Linked DNA regions of Mus musculus: regions 1, 2, 3, 4 and 6 are each linked to region 5. The links are chromatin contacts, called in public ChIA-PET and HiChIP or PLAC-seq maps. All regions are on one chromosome and are shown on one strand. The core of a region is the stretch at or near the end of the contact, and the rest is flanking DNA. Distances in the headings are between cores, read along the strand shown.

Region 1 (2,850 bases), core at 308-2,807, 130 kb after region 5:
AGTGGAAAAATCTCAGTCTGGGAAGGATGGAAATGACCAGAATCCTGAATTACAATTCTTTAAGCACGAGACCAAGGGCCTGCTAGTCTTAGAATTTCTAGCCATGTCCATAGGAAATCCATAGGGGCTGGACAGTGTTGGTGCACGCCTTTAATCCCAGCACTTGGGAGGCAGAGGCTGGCGGATTTCTGAGTTCGAGGCCAGCCTGGTTTACAGAGTGAGTTCCAGGACAGCCAGGGCTACACAGAGAAACCCTGTCTCACCCCCCACCCCCCAAAAAAGAACACCATAGGGACCTCATCCCCACTGGGCAGCCCTTTCTGAGCAGGGTATCTTGGATATGTGGGGAAAGGGTGTTAGGTTGGCCCACAGTGCTGTTGTTGGTTGTCAGCCATGATGCATAGAGCCAAAAATTAACCCATGCATGAGGGTTAGAAAACACATGTCTGTGATAAATTCCAAGTAGAAATAAATGTTCACAAAAGTTAATAGTCTCACATATTCTCATTTATACACTCTCACATATTCTCATGTATACATGTACATTCTCATACGCACACACATATATGCACATATGTGTATATGTATGTATGTATAATCTGCACTATATGGATATATTCCAGGGAACCATAACTAAGGGAACCCTGTGATGGGTAATCTTGATCATCACTTATATTGGATTAAACCAACATAATTATCAAATATGCCTGTGGGCCTGTCTGTGAGACCATATTTACAGACAGCTAGAGCATAAGGGTTCTGAGCAAAATCAGGGATTAACTACTTGATGGATTCATAACATGGCAGCATTCTTAGAAAACAGTAGAGGCAGGAATGAGGTCTAGCCAGAAGAACAGGACCTCTAGGGGCGTGTCCGTCTTAGGGTTTCATGACTGTGAACAGACACCATGACCAAGACAACTCTCATAAAGGGAAACATTTAATGGGTCTGGCTCAGAATTTCAGAGGTTCAATCCATTATCATCATGGCAGGAAACATGGCAGTGTGCAGACAGGCATGGTACTGGAGAAGCCCAGAGTTCTACATCTTTATCCAAAGGTAGCCTGGAGAGAGGACTCTCTTCACAGGCAGCTGAAAGAAGTTCTTATCCCCACTGGGTAGAGCTTGAACATAGGACCTCAAAACCCACCCCATAGTGACTCACTTCCTCCAAAAAGTCTACACCTACTCCAACAAGGACACACCACGTCCTTGGGCACTGCACAGCCACTTTTCATGGGCAAGCACATTCAAACCACCAGTGTCCTCGGGGCTCTTTCTTACTCTGGCCCCTTCCTACATTCCTCTCTCCTGCCTTCTAGCAGCCGCAGTGGGAGCCACTGCAAACGTCCCATCACCATCACCATCACCATCACTATCACCACACGCACACACACACACACACACACACACACACACACACACTCGCTGTCGGGAAAGCATGATCACAGTAAAGCCGTCTTCCTCTTGTTTCTGCCAACTGTGTGGTCACAGGGATGAGCAGGGTGAGTAACACAATCCTCCCCCAGATGAACGTCCCTGCTTCAAAATCTCCCATGACCACTCCACCACCACCCAACACAAGAGGAAGTAAGGCAGGAAAGCTGGGGCAGACACAGCCATTTGCTGCTTGTGGCTAAGTCTTATTTTTGTACATTTTTACCCAGACATGTGACCTGTGGTTATGTTGACAGAGTGCTCACAGACCTGAAAAGGCCTGGGTGAGCAATGGCTGCAGAGTCTCAGACTCATGAGACTTCAGTCATCAATCAGAGGAATAAAAAAGTTTAATAAGCCGGGCATGGTGGTGCATGCCTTTAATCCCAGCACTTGGGAGGCAGAGGCAGGTGGATTTCTGAGTTCAAGGCCAGCCTGGTCTACAAAGTGAGTTCCAGAACAGCCAGGGCTATACAGAGCAACCCTGTCTCGAAAAACCAAAAAGAAAGAAAGGAGGAAAGAAAAGAAAAGAAAAGAAGAGAAGAGAAGAGAAGAGAAGAGAAGAGAAGAGAAAAGAAAAGAAAAGAAAAGAGAAAAAAGAAAAGAAAATAAAAGAAAAAAAAGTTTAATAAACTGGAAGGGTGAATGGGCGACCTCTCCATTAAAATTCTCACAGAGACGTGCTTCAGTGGCCTTCGCAGAGTCAGCCCATGGAGGAGAGGGTCCCGCAAATACATTTGCTTTGGGTGACATTAGCTACTTTAAACATCAACCACCTGTGAGGTTATTGCCACAGCTGCTGAACCTGAATTTCATCCGTTCCAGGCTTCACCCAATTGATAGGAAATTCCAAAGGCTGAAGAAGACACCCCTCACCCTCCACCCCCAGCCAGAGAGGAAGGACCAGATCTGCAGACTCCCGTCCCCAGGAGTCTGGCACAACACATCTCCACGAGCAAGGCAAAACAGCTAAACAGAGACAAGAGATGCAGAAGCAGAGTCCCAGGCGACTGAGAGTCTATAGCTCTGCCGTGACAGCGCTTATTCCAGCCTCCATGTCTACAGCTCTGCCGTGACAGCGCTTATTCCAGCCTCCATGTCTATAGCTCTGCCATGACAGCGCTTATTCCAGCCTCCATGTCTACAGCTCTGCCGTGACAGCGCTTATTCCAGCCTCCATGTCTATAGCTCTGCCGTGACAGCGCTTATTCCAGCCTCCATGTCTACAGCTCTGCCGTGACAGCGCTTATTCCAGCCTCCATGTCTACAAGCTCTGCCGTGACAGCGCTTATTCCAGCCTCCATGTCTACAGCTCTGCCGTGACAGCGCTTATTCCAGCCTCCATGTCTACAGCTCTGCCGTGACAGCGCTTATTCCAGCCTCCATGTCTACAGCTCTGCCGTGACAGCACT
Region 2 (2,959 bases), core at 27-2,526, 190 kb before region 5:
ACACACACTGCTTCTTCCTGCTTGGGGGAGGGCTAGGGAAACTTCTTGGACCTTAACACCACCTGGAAGGAACAGGGAAGCCAGCTGAGTGCTCATGATGGAGACAAGCCCACTCTGCTCTGGGAGGCAGAGGGGTGTGGGGGAACAGTCCTGAGGTCAGTACAGGTTTTCAAATAAATAAAAGAAGCCTTACCGCTGTAAAACTTAACTTTGGTTGTTACTGTTTACAGTCACAAAATATAAATACCTTGATTTTTCTTTCTGTTTTTGGCATCAGAAGGAAAAAAATAAAAAGGAAGGATGGAAGGAAGGAAAGAAGAAAGAGAAAAAGAGAAAGAGAGGAAAGAAAGAAAGAAAGAAAGAAAGAAAGAAAGAAAGAAAGAAAGAAAGAAAGAAAGAAAGAAAGAAAGAAAGAAAGAAAGGAAGGAAGGAAGGAAGGAAGGAAGGAAAGGAAGGAAGGAAGGAAGGAAGGAAGGAAAGAAAGAAAGAAAGAAAGAAAGAAAGAAAGAAAGAAAGAAAGAAAGAAAGTTAGTTAAAGGGTGGGGTACCTGAAATCCTACCAGAAACAGAGTTGCTTCTTCCAACAGGGCCCTACCTCCCAAGGTTCCACCATCTCCCCACAGGTCACTTAACCTGTGAATCCATCAATGGTTTAAACCATTGCTTAGTTTGGAGGCCTCTCAAACCAATTGTCTCTAGAAGGGTCCTCACAGACATACCTAGAAGTTGTGTTGTTGATCTCCTAGATATCTCTTAATACAATCATGCTTACAGTCAACACTGAGTACCACAGCTCCCAAACACCCCCAAAAGGACCTGCTGGTGGGTGGCAGGATTCCGAGCAGCCTCATTTATACCCTACAGCTCAGTGCACTTTTCTTGGTGTAAGGAGTGTGAGCAAAACTAATTCAAATAACCTGACTGAAGATGGTTGCACAGACAGACAGAAAGCCACAATGAGCAAGCAGTGTTTACTCTCAAGGGAGGATAGGGCAGTTCCCTTTTCCTTAAGATGGTTAAAAGAAAAAAAAAAAAAAAGATTTCTGCAGATCAGCCAAAGCCATAAGTACTGGCTGGAGGGTGGTCCTTTCTTTCCTACCCTCCTCCAGCATCTATCTGGTCTCGGGGACCTCCCACCACGGACAGTGTGGAGGGTGGTTCTCTCTTTCCTAGCCTCTCCCATCAGCTATCTGTTTCCAGAAAGACCTCCCACCATGGACAGTGCCGCACCCAGAGACCACTGAACTGCGGAATTCCTCTGCCTTCTGGCCAGCATAAGCCTGCACTGTACATTCAGGAAGTGCGAACCCGCCAAAGTCGGAGACTAGCAGTCTGACACTGTGGGTGGAGAGGACCACTGTGAGACAGTATGACTCTGGGGTAGCACTTTTTAGGAGTTATTGAAAATGCCATGGCAGGTGTCAACCAAACCCACAGGCTGAAAGTTAGTTCATTCCCACCGTCTTTCAACAGAGGTCTCCTGCCTCTCAGAAGGGATAGCAACAGCACGGACACTCGAGACGCCAAAACCGCTCTCTCCAAATGATTAACCACCCACATTCCTCAGTGATTCTTGTTTTTGGCAACTTTTGCCTCTGTGATTATTTCTCTCACCTGGAAATCCCACTGCTGTGTGGAAAAGGAGAAACACGTTCTGCTGGCTAATCCTCATGGCTTCCTTCATCCCTGGAGATCTCAATAGACTAGGTGGGCTGGCTAGTGAGCCCCAAAGCTCCCCCTGTCACTGCTTCTGCAGTGCTCAGATTACAGATGCGTACCACCGTGCCCAACTTCTTTACGTGGGTTCTGTGTGAGGAGCCGGTGTGGCGGCAGTCCCAAGAAGGCGCCAGGGCCTGCAGCTAAGTCTTATGACTTGCACCTGACTTCCTCACCTGAATATAAGCCACAACCATCATGAGAGCTGCGCAGGTGTACCAGGATACTGGTGAATCCATTTTGGTGGAGATATGCCCCTGCTGCCCTGATTAGCTAAAGCTGCGAACCTGGTGAGGTGACGTGGCCTGCTGTGAGTGGATGGGGACTGAGAGTATATAAGAGTGAGAGACCCGGGGTTCAGGGGAGATATAAATGAAGAGAAAGATGAAGACTGAAGTTTGCTGAATAAACCGCTGTTAGAAGGACTGGTGGTCGTGTCGTTCTTGCTGGTCGAGAGCGGACGCGATAGTTCTGGACCTTGAACTCCCATCCTGATACTTACAAGTTCTTCAGCCACTGACTGTCTCCTCGGCTTTCAGTTCTCATCCTTGAACTCTTTCTCTACATCTTCCTGACCTGGAGGCCAGGTAGAAGCCCTCCAGAACTCATGGATAGGGTTTTCTGTCAACATTGCTTGCATTACCTACTGAAACTCTTTCCTGTATGAAACATAAACAAAATCCCACCACTATTTACTGTTTCTCATGAGAATGGTTGGGACCATTCCATCCCAATGGTTGGGACTTCAGGTAAAAATACAGTACTAGGCATCATTTAAAGCCAACTAATTTACTCAAATGAGTAATCAAATGAGTAATGAGTTTGCCATGCTTTGGGGCGGTAGTGGTATTTTTTCCATCTTAGTAATATAAAGATAGTTTATACCTTCATCTATGGGTCAGTTTCAGATCTCAGAAGTTCTTGGCTCCCATATTAACAACTGGATTAACAATGTGGATGATGGTTGACAGTTAAAGTTTCAAGAACAGGATAGACAGAGGCTAACTAATAATTCAAACTCAATAATATATAATTTAATAAACTCCAGCCTTAATCATCCATTAAAATGGTCTATAATGAACATATGTGGCTAACTTTTTGTTTAAATTAATGGGTCGAGTTTTTTTTTTGTGAGTTGTTTTGTGTTTTGAGACAGGATCTTCTTATGTAGCCCAAGCTAACCTTGAACTTGACACCTTCCTGCCTCTGCCTTCCCAGTGCCAGGATTATATATAACATTATC
Region 3 (2,893 bases), core at 319-2,818, 210 kb before region 5:
TGTAATGAGGAGTGTTAGAGGTAGGGAAGGAATGGAGGACTGGGAGAGCCTTGTTCTGAAGCTTGGGCAGCTTATGAAAACTGGCCTACAGTTATCTCTAAGCCAGCAGTTCTCAACCTGTAGGGCAAGACCCCTTTGGGCGTCAAATGACCCTTTCACAGGGGTGACCTAAGACCATTGGAAAACAAAGATATTTACATTACAACTCATAACAGTAGAAAATTATAGTTATAAAATAGCAACGAAAATAATTTTATGGTTGGAGGTCACCATAACATGAAGAACTGTATTAAAGGGTCTCAGAATTAGGGAAGCTGAGAGAACCACTGCTCTAAATGTACCTTGAAGTTTAAGTGTATAAAGGACTATACAATAAACCTTCCCTCATATTATTTCCTAGAGAAATAATAAATGTTCAAAGACAAAATAGAATTATCAATTTATTTGTGAGATTACAGGCAGATACATAAAAGAGTTAAGAGTGTTCCCTGGAGAAATACATTCTCTTTATTAAGGTCCTTTTCTGGCCATGAATTTGTTTCCCATGCACTTAGCCAACATTCAGAGATTTCAGGACAGTGATAGCCCCTGCAGAGGGATTACTGCCCACAGGCTGAGAGGACAAACCATAGATCTCCTCATGCTGCCATGCCCGAGGTCAGAAGTCTTCAGTATTGTACACAAAGCTGGAAATTTCCAAATAGTCTAAGAAAACGCAAACCATTGCAGACAGTTTTCCCCCATTATTTATGATGCGGCCCACGATAAGATGGAGATGTTCTGAGCCTGAGATGCTCTGTGTAATCAAGACAAAGTTAATGGCTTGTTTGAGGAGTCGGATTCTAGTCTTGCCTGAAGGGGTCATTTTCAAGCTCCCGTTCCTTGACAGGGTTAAGCTGCTCATGGATTCCTTGGATACAGTTACAAAGGGTCAGTACAATACAGACCCAATCTTTAATGCTCCAAGATAAGAATGAGCTGGGGGTATAGATCTCTCTGTCTTGCCTCCTTCATTTTTTTCTGCCTCTATAGATGGCTGAAATGCAATGATTTCAGTAGATTGAAGCTACACAGCTGGGCCAGCAGCACCAAACCACCTTAGCTGCTTGTGAATTTGAAGCAAGGTTTCAAGTATTGAGTCATGAGGCATTTGGCCATCACTTTTAGCATGCCTGCACTTGGGCTCTTGAAGTGTCTTTGGGCTCAGGAAACAGTGGCGGATGGCGATGCTGGTGACTGAGGCAAGACTTAAGCAGACTCTGTGCCCTGCTGCCAAGGAGCCTTGAACAAACACCTGGTGCAGCAGGATCCTCCTCTGAAGCCTTCACAGTGCAGCAGGCGGGAGCTAACCGTGATGGCCTTTCTAGCTACCATCAGCTCAATTGTTATAAAAGCAGGAAGTGCGGGTCCTAGAAAAGAGCAAGTTCCTATTTTCACAAGATTTCTCAAACTGTTTCGAAATTTCAAAGCACCAAGCCATTGCTTAAAACTAGAACACAGAGCTGTGGCAGCTGTAAGAGTCTTGAGAGATCATCGATTCTAGAAGATCTTTTGACGGAGAAGGAAGTGAGGCCTTCACAGGGGAAGTAGCTGTACAGACCTGAGGGAAAGAGATTGGGCTCCTCACTTCCCTCTAAGCTGTGTGTATGCTGCCTCCTCTCTGTGGATTCTAAGTCAATCTATCAATACTAGGCCAAAGGTGGGATGAACAGATTCTCCATCTAGCTCTCTTCCACATCTGTTCCTGTCTAGCTCACATGTAGATATCCCACACTTCTCAAGCATTACTAATAAGCTCATGGCCTTCTTAATGAATTGTCCAAACTAAGATAACATATTCCATCCCTTTCTTTGGTTTTTGGAACAAACTCAATTATTTGAGATGGCATGAGGGCATCCCTTTATGAGAAGGGAGTGGATTGTGACAGGCGAGAAGAAACACTAGGTTGGACATGGCTTCATTGCATCTTCCAAGGGTTCATGGTAAACCTTAGTCCTCAGCACTGCCATGTTAAAGAGTAATGAGACCTTTAAGAGATGGGACCTCAAAGGAGATCGTTAGATCTTTCGGAGCATACTTAGGCACAAGGTAGCTGTTCCTAGGGCACCCTGGCAAGTTCTTATCAAAGGTTATAAATTATGAGATTCATCTGCCGCTCACTCTGACTTCCTGTTTTGTCATATAGTTGTGGCTTTTCTTCTATGGTCCTTCCATGACATCATCCACAGTGAAGCAGTGGGGTCAGAAGGTCCCATCAGAGCAGACTTCAAGCTTTGTCCTCTCAGACATCAAAATCGAAAACTAAATACCCTTCCTTCCTTCTTTCCTTCTTTCCTTCTTTCCTTCTTTCCTTCTTTCCTTCTTTCCTTCTTTCCTTCTTTCCTTCTTTCCTTCTTTCCTTCTTTCCTTCTTTCCTTCTTTCCTTCTTTCCTTCTTTCCTTCTTTCCTTCTTTCCTTCCTTCCTTCCTTCCTTCCTTCCTTCCTTCCTTCCTTCCTTTCTTGAGAGAGGGTCTCACCATGTAGCCCAAACTGGCCTAAAGCACTGAGACTTCTCTGCTTCTGTCTCCTGAATACTAGATTTCCACTCACTATATCCAGCCACTATATCCAGCTAACCCCATAGGACAAAGGAGGAAGTAGGATCTGAAGAGTAAACACAGGGCAACCAACCATTTTTTTAAATGAATTATAGAGAAAAATAAATTAAGGTCATGAGGGTCTCAGAAAACGCAATGTTTGCCACTAAAGCTGTTGGCTCTCTCAGTCCATCGCACAATCTTCCACAGCTAGCCTCAGAAGTAAATCTTATCAATGCTGACATCCTCAAAACCATAGCTAAATAAAGTCACAGACTTAAGCATAAATTAACAATTGGCTAGATGAGGCCAGGAG
Region 4 (2,984 bases), core at 256-2,755, 140 kb before region 5:
CCGCATGCCCATCACTTCGCTGGACACGTGCAGGTACTCACAGTAAATGATAGAAAGTTGTTCTCTTGGTATAAACAAATACCTCCTTCAGGGTTGTTCTCTGGCCAAGCATCCTGAGGACCCTGGAGATTCCCAAGAACAAGGCAGAGCCTCTTCCTTCACAGAACCACATTCTGATTGGTGAAGACACAATAAACAAGTCAGCTAATGAATACACAAGAGGGAAGTAAGCGCTAGGCAGACAAGTAAGATGCGATGATGTAACAGTCCGACAAGAGGGAAAGTGGGCTGGGCACAGTGCCATGGGGTGGGGAGGAGCGGTCTCCAAGAGGACGTGCCCTAGAGAACCAGGCATGCGCATTCACATGAGAAGATGTAAGGAGATGGTCCAGCCGTTGTTGTTCAAGCGCGTGTATGACAACATACAGACTGATGTCTGTATGTCCACATGACTCCAACAGCAGCAGGAGAGACCAGTCAGGGGCTGTTCTAAAGAACTGGCTTCTACTACGCTGAGCTGAGCTGCCTCCATATGATGATTTTTGCCCCGTGGCTTTGCTTCCTCAGAACTCTAACAATACGCAGTTGCTACCCTGCTCCTACCTCCTTTCCGTAAGATGAAACAAAAGTAATAACCGCTGAGACCCCTGGTAATCAAAGGTGCTTCCTGGACCATGGCAAATGGGAAAGGGCTGTGAGGGCACGGTAACGGCCATAAACAGGCGGAACCCAAAGTGACTGCATACATCATCAGAGACTCTTTGGGGAAAGCCAGTGGTGGGATATTGGGACTGATTTGAGGTCTCAAACACTGACAGAGTTGGAAGCAACACAAAACTCACAAAGTCATCCTGCTTTGGGGATGTTAAAAGGAAACACTTGTTTGGAAACAATTTTCAAGTGTGAAAAGAATAGGAATTTCCATGGAATCTGGGAGCAGCCCGACCACACAGCTGAAGTTGAAAGATGTGTCACTTGGGGGAACTGAGGTCTGGCTGCTAGCAGCACTCATGATGCTCGGGCACCCAACTGAGAAACCCTGACCTGTGATGCAGTAAGCCAATGACTCCACCCAGAGTAAAGCAGGCTCCTAAACACCTCCCAGTCTTGTTTCTCTTCTCTGCCTTGCCCCAGCATTCCATCTTCAAGAACCATACACCTTGAGTTTCTTTCCACATCACTTCTTCCTTCTCCACTGGTAAGTTCAAGTTCACAGAAAATGTGAAGTGGTTCCTGTGGTACCCTCTCTAACTGCTCCCCAGGTTAGGTTAGAATCAACAGACCAAAGGCTCCCGAAGCAGGTCTTACCCGCTATACATTTGAGAGTGTTGATGTGAATGAACACTTAGCTTTATTGGCCTCTTCTGGGTGGTTTAGTAAAATTAGGCTCCTTCGCGGGCAGTCATATACTGCTATAGCTTGTCTTCCAGGAAGCTCTTTCTACTGCTGCCTACAGCTCCAGAAGTAAACCCTTAAAAGGTGCCTTCTCAGGAAACGTGCAGTCACCCCCCACAGCCTACCATCCTGCTTGCACCTGAGGTGACAGTGACAAATGCACACTGTATAACACTGAGCTGTAAAAGGCAGACTCCCAAGACAGGAAGCAGAAATACACATGGGAACCCCCAGCTGCAGAGAATTGGGGTGCTTTCCTGTTCTCAAGCCTCCATCTCCCGCTTTTGTTTTCTTAGTCTGAAAGGACAAATTTCTCCTCTGCTCTCACTGGGACTCCTCATAATGGATTTAACAGGACCGCTGCCTACAGAAGGATTGTGGTTTTGCTCAAAGCTAAGGCCACTTTGTGTTCAGAGCATTTTATTTATTTTGGGGAGGGGGGCAATGTTCAAGACAGGGTTGTGCTATGTAACAGCCCTGGGTGTCCTGAAACTTATTTGTAGACCAGCCTGGCCTGGAACTCACAGAAATCCACCTGCCTCTGCCTCTGACTCTTGAGTTCTAGGACTAAAGGTGTGCATCACCACACCTGGCATGACTTTAGAGCATTTAGAATGATAAACTTAACTGTATCTTGAAAAGGAAGCGGACATGAACTTGAAAATTGTTCTTATGATAATAACAATGGGTATTTTTAGGCAATTTACTAAGGTTAATAATAATAAACAACAATACTGTCATAAAATTATTTTAAGTCAGGCTTACAGTGTTTAACTCTTGATGTACTCTTAGTTAGATATAAATATGATATTTCAGATAACCATCAAAAATTCAACTTTTCTACTGCAGTAGAATAATATATGCTCATTCATATGATATGATACATGCAAAAGATTGATGTGTAAATAGATACACCATAGAAAGGTTTAAAGCTTAAGACATGCGTTTTCACCTAAACTTCTCATCTTCTTCTCAGCATCACTGAGGGTCCTGTCATGTGCAGAAGACGCTGCTCTGCTCTAGTCTCCCAACCCCTGGCTCTTACGACTTCCCACTTCCTCTTCTGTGATGCTCCCTGAGTCTTGGAGACAGGGTACAGTGTAGATGTCCCATTTGTGACTGAGCACCTCACTGATACTCTCTGTACCTGGACCAGTAGTGACTCTCTGCATTAACCATGCCCACTGTGCAAAGCAACTTCTCTAATGAGGTCTCCACTAATATACAGATGTAGACATATAAATATAGAGAATAGCTCCATACTGTCCATTTAGCAGATCAATAGTAAACAGATTCACCTCCTGAAGCCTGTGACTCACTCACCCAACCATTGGTTCCTTTACAGAACCAGGCAAGTGTTTTGCCCTTTGGAACAGGCCTTAAGTCCAACCACGAAGCAGTTGGTTACTCCTGTGACCTGCCTGCCTCTACCGCACCCATAGGTATGTCTTGCCCCCCTGGTCATTATTGCTGTCCACAGGGTTTACAGCACAGTAACACTATTGATGAACCTTCCAGTGCTGGGAAGGCCAGCCAGCAGAGAGAAAGCTTACTGGTCGGTACTAACTTTGTTTCTCCGCACCCTGTGA
Region 5 (2,700 bases), core at 123-2,622:
ACCTAGCTTGCTCTCACCAGCTGCAAGACGGCAGAATTTATAATCGGAACATCAGGTTTCAATAGCCATAAAACAAAAATAATACCTACTTCATAGAGGTGTTGTGGGCAGTGAGACACCTGATCCACAAAGCGTTTGATAACAATGCGTACCACATTATCAGTACCCAGTGGCTCTTACAACTTTTTCGGGGCTTCATACAACGGGAAACCTATCTGGTGAGTCCATAATTTACTCTAGCACTATTTTTTTTTTCTTTTGGAAAAGTACCCTAGTGACGTCCAAAAGATTGTACATCTTCGGCTCCAATCCAGAACCGAAAGCTCCGTCTCCAGTTCAGAATCCAAAGGCTTGTGCATGGTGGGCTGGTCGCACACCTCGAGGTCTGGGGTGGAGGGAAACGTCGGGGTGTGACAGCCGCCCGCTGGTCGTGTGATTGAACCGTAAAATTCCTACCTCGTGAGATGGTTCTAGGCTTAGGTGTGACAGATCTGGGAGGCGCTGGCGGAGGGCGAGAGCACGACAGCGATACGCGGTTTTAAGTTCCTGAGCGGCCACCCAGGGCTCGAAGGCGCACTCGGTGGCTTGGAGTTTAGTTAAAAGCGGTTTTTGTCTTGTTTTTACGAAACTCTTAAGATAGTCCCTGATTTGTTTCATCACTAGTGTGTCACCGGAGTAGTGTCCGAAAGCTGACCACCTCCACTGCCGCACAGGGGCCACGCAGGCACACACAGGAGCGCAAGACACAGCGGGGACTGGAACCGAGGAAGTAGAGAGCCTTGCGCCACGACGATCCTGCGCATGTGCCGGGGGAGAGGGAGGTAGAAGTTTCCGCATGCGCAGCAGGGTCGCGCGGGGGTGGGTGGGGGGAGGCAGGGACAGCTGTGGAGCCGGCCCGCGTTCCCGGCATGCCCCGGGGCGGCGGGGTTGGCTCTAACGAATTTGAATGAGGAGTCTCAGCGCTTTCGGCGCCATTTTCGAGTGATGCCTGATCTCATCAATCTAGCGGGAGGGAAGGGATAACCTGTCCGAGCCTAGCGCGACGCTAGGATCACGCCGGAAAATCCCCCAAAAATCATCAAAAAAATTAACTTAGAGCAGAGGGCAGTCGGTGGGGCTTCGCCAGATGCGGCGCAGTCGGTAAGAGCCTCAAGTAGCGAAGCGGGTCTCGAGAGGTGGCAGCGATGGGACCGGAGGACCGTGAGGGGAGCAGGGACCGGACTCGGGGTCTGCCCTCACTTTCGCGGCAGAAGCTCCCCCAGGGGATCCGGTTGCTGTAAGTTGGGTGTCCTCGGATGGGCGGCGTCCGGCCGCGCTCGGGTGGCGGGAGCGCGGAGCTGGGGGAGGGGAGGCGCGGTTTGAGCGGGACACGGCCGAGCGGCCGCCGCCCGACCTGTCAGCGCGAGCGGCCGGGGAGCTAGGCCGGCGCGGCAGGGTCGCCCGCGACAGGCGCCCGCCCGCCCTCCCCGGTGTGCACGGCGGTCCGGGCGCAGGCCGTCTCCTGCCGGGAAACTTGGGTCGCGGGAGAGACGGCTGCCCGCGGCCCCCGAGGTGCGCTGCGGAGTGCGGGGAAGAAACGACGCCGGCCGGGCCGGTCCCGGGCCGGATCCCGACCCCGGGCGCGGCGGATGGATGGATGGCCGCATCCAGCTGGGTCATTTTGTCGTTGCTCTCCCGGCGGTCCCCTCTCTCGCTCGAGGGGGAGGGGTGTCGGGGTGAAGGGAAGGACGGGGCTGCGAGCTTGCGATTTCCTGGCGTCGGGCTCTTAGAAGACTTTTTCCTTCTCCGGTCCTTGAATCGCAGCGTCTCAAGGAAAAGTAGCGTGAAACTTGGTGTCTCCTGCCGACAAGCCTTTGCACCTACGATTTAACGGTCATTTTGCAGTCCTCAACTTTCCTTGGGTACTCCTGACGCTGAGGCGGAAGAAAGCGGAGTTGTCTTTCCTTTGGGGGGGGGGTTTCTTTCTTTCTTTCTTTCTTTCTTTTTTTTCTTCGTTGGCTGTTGGCTTTTTGTCAACCCAGAGTCGACAGCTCTTGAATGAGCCAGTGACAGCTTTGACTTTAGGTAATGCTCGCTAGGTACTAGTCTTTGTGAAGAGTCCACGTTAAACTCTTGTGTCGCTTTCCTCCCTCAGCACCCCTAGATTAACCCTTAGCTCATGGGACGTTCTGCGGGAGGGTCGCACGGACCTGCCTTAGTGATCCTCTGCGGATGCTTTTGCTGCAGCTTCTCGGTTATTCGCCGAGGACTCAGGCTTCAGGAGACCCTCGGTGACTTGCTAGTCAGAGCAGGCCCCCTACAGAGCTTTCTCCCTCTGGAATTTTATCAGAACCCTGGATTTGGTGTGTGTCTGTGAAAACTGGGGGACCCGCCCTCATTTAGATCCCTTCCAGAAGAGTAGGAGCGCAATGTGATGTTTTTCAAATTGAGTCTAACGGAGCTCCCAAACGCCGGGCTTCTTACCCACTGATTGGCTGGAAGGAAGCGGGACTGGGGGGTTTGAATGTTGATCCCAGAGCTGATAATTCTTGACCTACGAAAAACTGTGTTTAGACAGAGAACTATTCAAATAAATACAAAATGTAAAATCGGAGTTTTTTTTTTAAGTTAGTACATAATAGAGTTGTTTCTTCCGTAAAAGCCTTTCAGATGGTTCTGAAATATATATATTTAAATGTAAAACTAAAGAGGCTGTTTTCA
Region 6 (2,797 bases), core at 195-2,694, 160 kb before region 5:
TTTTGCCTGCATGCATGTCTGTGTGAGGGTGTCAGATCTCAGAATTATAGACGGCTGTGAGCTACCATGTGGGTGCTGGGATTTGAACCCAAGTCCTTTGAAGGAACACTCAGTGCTCTTAACTGCTGAGCATCTGTTCATCCCCAAACTGAGGGAATGGCTAAGCATAGCATTGGCTGGCCCAACCTGAGACCCATGCCATGAGAGAGAGCCCACCCCTGACATACTTAATGATACTCTGCTATACTTGCAGACAGGTTCCTAGCATAACTGTCATCTGAGAAACTTCACCAAGTAACTGATGGAAACAGATGCAGAGACCCATAGCCAAACATTAGGCAGAGCTTGGGGAATCCTGTGGACCATGGGGAAGAAGGATTAAAAGGGCCAGAGAGATCAAGAACTCCACAAGACCTACAGAAACAACTAACCTGGGCCCATAAAGTCCCACAGAGACTAAACGGTCAACTAGATAGCATGAGTGGGACAGACCTAGGCTCTCCACACATGTGCAACAGCTGAGCAGCGTGGTCTTCATGTGGGGCTCCTAACAGCCTGAGCAGGGACTGTCTCTGCCTCTGGGTTCCTTTCCCCTAACTGGGCTGCCTAGTCTAGCCTCAATAGGAAAAGATGCACCTAGTCCTACTGCAGCTTGACTAGCCAAGGCTGGTTGATAGCCATGGGAGGACTCCCCTTTTCTGAGGAGAGAGGGAGGACTGGAGGATGGAGAGATGGGAGGGAAGAGGAGAAAACTGGGAGAAGAGGAGGGAGGGGAGACTGTGATCAGGATGTAAAGTGAGTTAATTAATTTTCTAAAAAGTGACAACTAAAGCCACTAGAGAATTTATAAAGAAAAGGAAGAACAGGCCAGTACCAGCCACTCAGCACACACACAAACTCACGAGCGCACCCCAAAGTTATGATGGTAGTATGTGAGAGTCTTTAGTGCTAGAAGACAGTGTCGTCTCTTCCTCACCCCACTCCCACCTCAGGCCTCAAGTCAGACTCTGAGGCTGTGTCAAAACACCTGTGACCTACCTTAAACCAAGACAAAAGTCACACACTCATCAGCAGCAGCATCATCATCAACAGCAGCAGCATCCCAGAGACCCACATCTCAATTACCTAGTGTCTGAGTTCCCTTCTCAGTTGAACCTTTCCTCCCAACCCCTAGTCCTCTCTCAGCCTGCAGTGACCCCGTGGATCTCAAGAGCACTGTAGAAGCACAGTATCTGTCCCGGACACACTTCGAGAATGGCTGGAATGTTCCCGGAGGGAACCACGAGGCAGGTGAAGGGTGTCATTGTAACAAATACCTGAAATCATCAACTTAGGGAAAACATAAGCTGATTTGAGGCTCACATATTTAGAGGTTCCAAGACATAACAACTGGCCTCTTTGCCTTTGGGCCCATGGCAAGGAGCCACATCCTGCCAGCGAGCCCATGGTGAAACAAAGCTAGTTCCTGATAGCCAGAAACTAACAGAGAAAAGAAAAGGGATTTCGGTCTCATAACCCTTTCCTAGGACTTAAAAATCTCATGGTAGACCTCATCTTACGACATTTTCAGCATCTCCTAAGGGCTCCTAAGGGCACCACAGTGGAGATCCAGTCTTCACCAAGCCAGTCTGCAGCTCAAGCCACAGCAGGTGGGAGACAGCCATTGGTAACGGATTTCCAGTCTGCCACTGCCTGTGCCCAGAAACCTCCTTGCACTCAGCATGTGACCAAACCTCATCTCTACTCCCCATTAAATAAATGAGAATTTTGACCATTTAACAAAGGACAAACTATAGGCTGGGGACACTGTTAGGAAGCTGACATGGCTCATTTCAAACATTGCTTACAAGCCAAAGGTTAGCCTAGACGCAAGGAGCTGCGGAGAGTGGTGGTGTTGAAAAGTGTGTTTGATTCAGTGCTGCTTTGGATGTTCAGAACTCTGAGAGCGCTAACTGGGGAACCCAGCATCCATCAGCCAGCCTGGTCTTGAAGCACTAACTGGGGAAGGATTGGCAGCCAATGTTATTACCTCACTGAGGGAAAAAAAAAATCCCTCAGAAAGGCAGTGAAAACTGAGGCAGGCAGAAGGTCTTCGCAAAAGTGTGGGCTGCAAACCCATCTGGGACCAGAGAAATGACCAGCTCCAGATGTGCACAAGGACTACTTTCTCCTGGAAAAGAAACATCCAAGCATATCAATTCTCCTCCGCTACGCACGCAGCTCCCCTCTCCCTTAAAAGCAACAAATCCACCAAGCATTTTCTGCTAAACTGGAAGGCAGAAGTAGGAGCTGCCAGCCCGATAAATGTTTAGGCTTGAATATGGGCTCTACAGAAAATCTTCTTGCTCTTTTCCTCTAGGGGGGACCTTATCTAGGCTTTAAAAGAATTCCATTTGATTAAACTATGGTTGAAGCAAGATAGATCTACAGCAGGCAGCATAGTTTTCTATCAACACAGAATCAGCAATGAAAGAGTGTCTGGGCACGTTGTAAATCCATTAGAATAAGCTAACGGCTCTGCTAACATGCTCAAAATAATACGTGCTTGTCATAAATGTAATTAAATAATTCAGTGGAAAATTAAATGTTGAAACAATTACCCATATGGCTTAGAGCATTATGAAAATATTATGGAAAAGAAAAATGGAAGCTATATTCCTAGTACATGGGGGTTTTCGGTCCTTGGCTTTTATTCTCGTTCCTGCCTAATGAAAGGAAAGATAAAACAGTACTTATGAAGGGCCTTGTGTGTGAGAGTAAATGTTTTCACATATATCATTCCATTTGATTATCGTAA

Evidence for each region. ChIA-PET counts read pairs in DNA pulled down with a chosen protein or histone mark. HiChIP or PLAC-seq counts read pairs in DNA pulled down with a chosen protein or histone mark.
Region 1: an RNA polymerase II ChIA-PET map of memory CD8 T cells shows a contact between it and region 5, with 24 read pairs. The contact joins two enhancer-like sites. A contact is called at or near these places in 2 of 39 promoter capture datasets (liver and stem cell-derived epiblast-like cells) and 5 of 115 datasets of contacts at active chromatin or transcription factors (CD8 T cells, bone marrow-derived macrophages, embryonic stem cells and 1 more).
Region 2: a contact with region 5 is called in an H3K27ac HiChIP or PLAC-seq map of microglia, with 5 times the contacts expected there. The contact joins two enhancer-like sites. A contact is called at or near these places in 2 of 39 promoter capture datasets (hippocampal neurons and liver), 3 of 484 Hi-C or Micro-C datasets (cerebral cortex, nephron progenitors and uterus) and 7 of 115 datasets of contacts at active chromatin or transcription factors (the SCID.adh cell line, bone marrow-derived macrophages, a colorectal cancer cell line and 4 more).
Region 3: an H3K4me3 HiChIP or PLAC-seq map of bone marrow-derived macrophages shows a contact between it and region 5, with 6 times the contacts expected there. The contact joins two enhancer-like sites. A contact is called at or near these places in 15 of 484 Hi-C or Micro-C datasets (CD4 T cells, the G1E-ER4 cell line, bone marrow-derived macrophages and 10 more) and 14 of 115 datasets of contacts at active chromatin or transcription factors (CD8 T cells, the SCID.adh cell line, T-cell acute lymphoblastic leukemia and 8 more).
Region 4: a contact with region 5 is called in an RNA polymerase II ChIA-PET map of memory CD8 T cells, with 238 read pairs. The contact joins two enhancer-like sites. A contact is called at or near these places in 2 of 39 promoter capture datasets (both in liver), 4 of 484 Hi-C or Micro-C datasets (CD8 T cells, embryonic stem cells and trophoblast stem cells) and 8 of 115 datasets of contacts at active chromatin or transcription factors (the SCID.adh cell line, bone marrow-derived macrophages, embryonic stem cells and 2 more).
Region 6: a contact with region 5 is called in an H3K4me3 HiChIP or PLAC-seq map of microglia, with 4 times the contacts expected there. The contact joins two enhancer-like sites. A contact is called at or near these places in 1 of 484 Hi-C or Micro-C datasets (nephron progenitors) and 7 of 115 datasets of contacts at active chromatin or transcription factors (CD8 T cells, the SCID.adh cell line, bone marrow-derived macrophages and 4 more).

What each region holds. Positions count from the first base shown.
Region 1 is chr14:61,517,613-61,520,462 of GRCm38.p6, reverse strand. No RefSeq gene overlaps it. Among named protein-coding and RNA genes, the nearest start is that of 4930556J02Rik, 26 kb to the right of the region's middle. Within about 2 kb of position 1,557, at least 82 of the 459 cell types and tissues checked have an H3K27ac peak or open chromatin away from gene starts, as enhancers often do. A contact at or near this core is called in CD8 T cells, bone marrow-derived macrophages and memory CD8 T cells, where this site is marked.
Region 2 is chr14:61,832,763-61,835,721 of GRCm38.p6, reverse strand. No RefSeq gene overlaps it. Among named protein-coding and RNA genes, the nearest start is that of Gm41171, 12 kb to the left of the region's middle. Within about 2 kb of position 1,276, at least 30 of the 459 cell types and tissues checked have an H3K27ac peak or open chromatin away from gene starts, as enhancers often do. A contact at or near this core is called in bone marrow-derived macrophages and microglia, where this site is marked.
Region 3 is chr14:61,860,171-61,863,063 of GRCm38.p6, reverse strand. No RefSeq gene overlaps it. Among named protein-coding and RNA genes, the nearest start is that of Gm41171, 15 kb to the right of the region's middle. Within about 2 kb of position 1,568, at least 83 of the 459 cell types and tissues checked have an H3K27ac peak or open chromatin away from gene starts, as enhancers often do. A contact at or near this core is called in acute myeloid leukemia, bone marrow-derived dendritic cells, bone marrow-derived macrophages and 3 more, where this site is marked.
Region 4 is chr14:61,786,487-61,789,470 of GRCm38.p6, reverse strand. No RefSeq gene overlaps it. Among named protein-coding and RNA genes, the nearest start is that of Gm35247, 30 kb to the left of the region's middle. Within about 2 kb of position 1,505, at least 31 of the 459 cell types and tissues checked have an H3K27ac peak or open chromatin away from gene starts, as enhancers often do. A contact at or near this core is called in CD8 T cells and memory CD8 T cells, where this site is marked.
Region 5 is chr14:61,647,058-61,649,757 of GRCm38.p6, reverse strand. The region is part of intron 1 of Dleu2 (deleted in lymphocytic leukemia, 2); the gene reads left to right. Among named protein-coding and RNA genes, the nearest start is that of Mir15a, 16 kb to the right of the region's middle. Within about 2 kb of position 1,372, at least 436 of the 459 cell types and tissues checked have an H3K27ac peak or open chromatin away from gene starts, as enhancers often do. A contact at or near this core is called in CD8 T cells, acute myeloid leukemia, bone marrow-derived dendritic cells and 6 more, where this site is marked.
Region 6 is chr14:61,810,403-61,813,199 of GRCm38.p6, reverse strand. No RefSeq gene overlaps it. Among named protein-coding and RNA genes, the nearest start is that of Gm35247, 6.0 kb to the left of the region's middle. Within about 2 kb of position 1,444, at least 7 of the 459 cell types and tissues checked have an H3K27ac peak or open chromatin away from gene starts, as enhancers often do. A contact at or near this core is called in microglia, where this site is marked.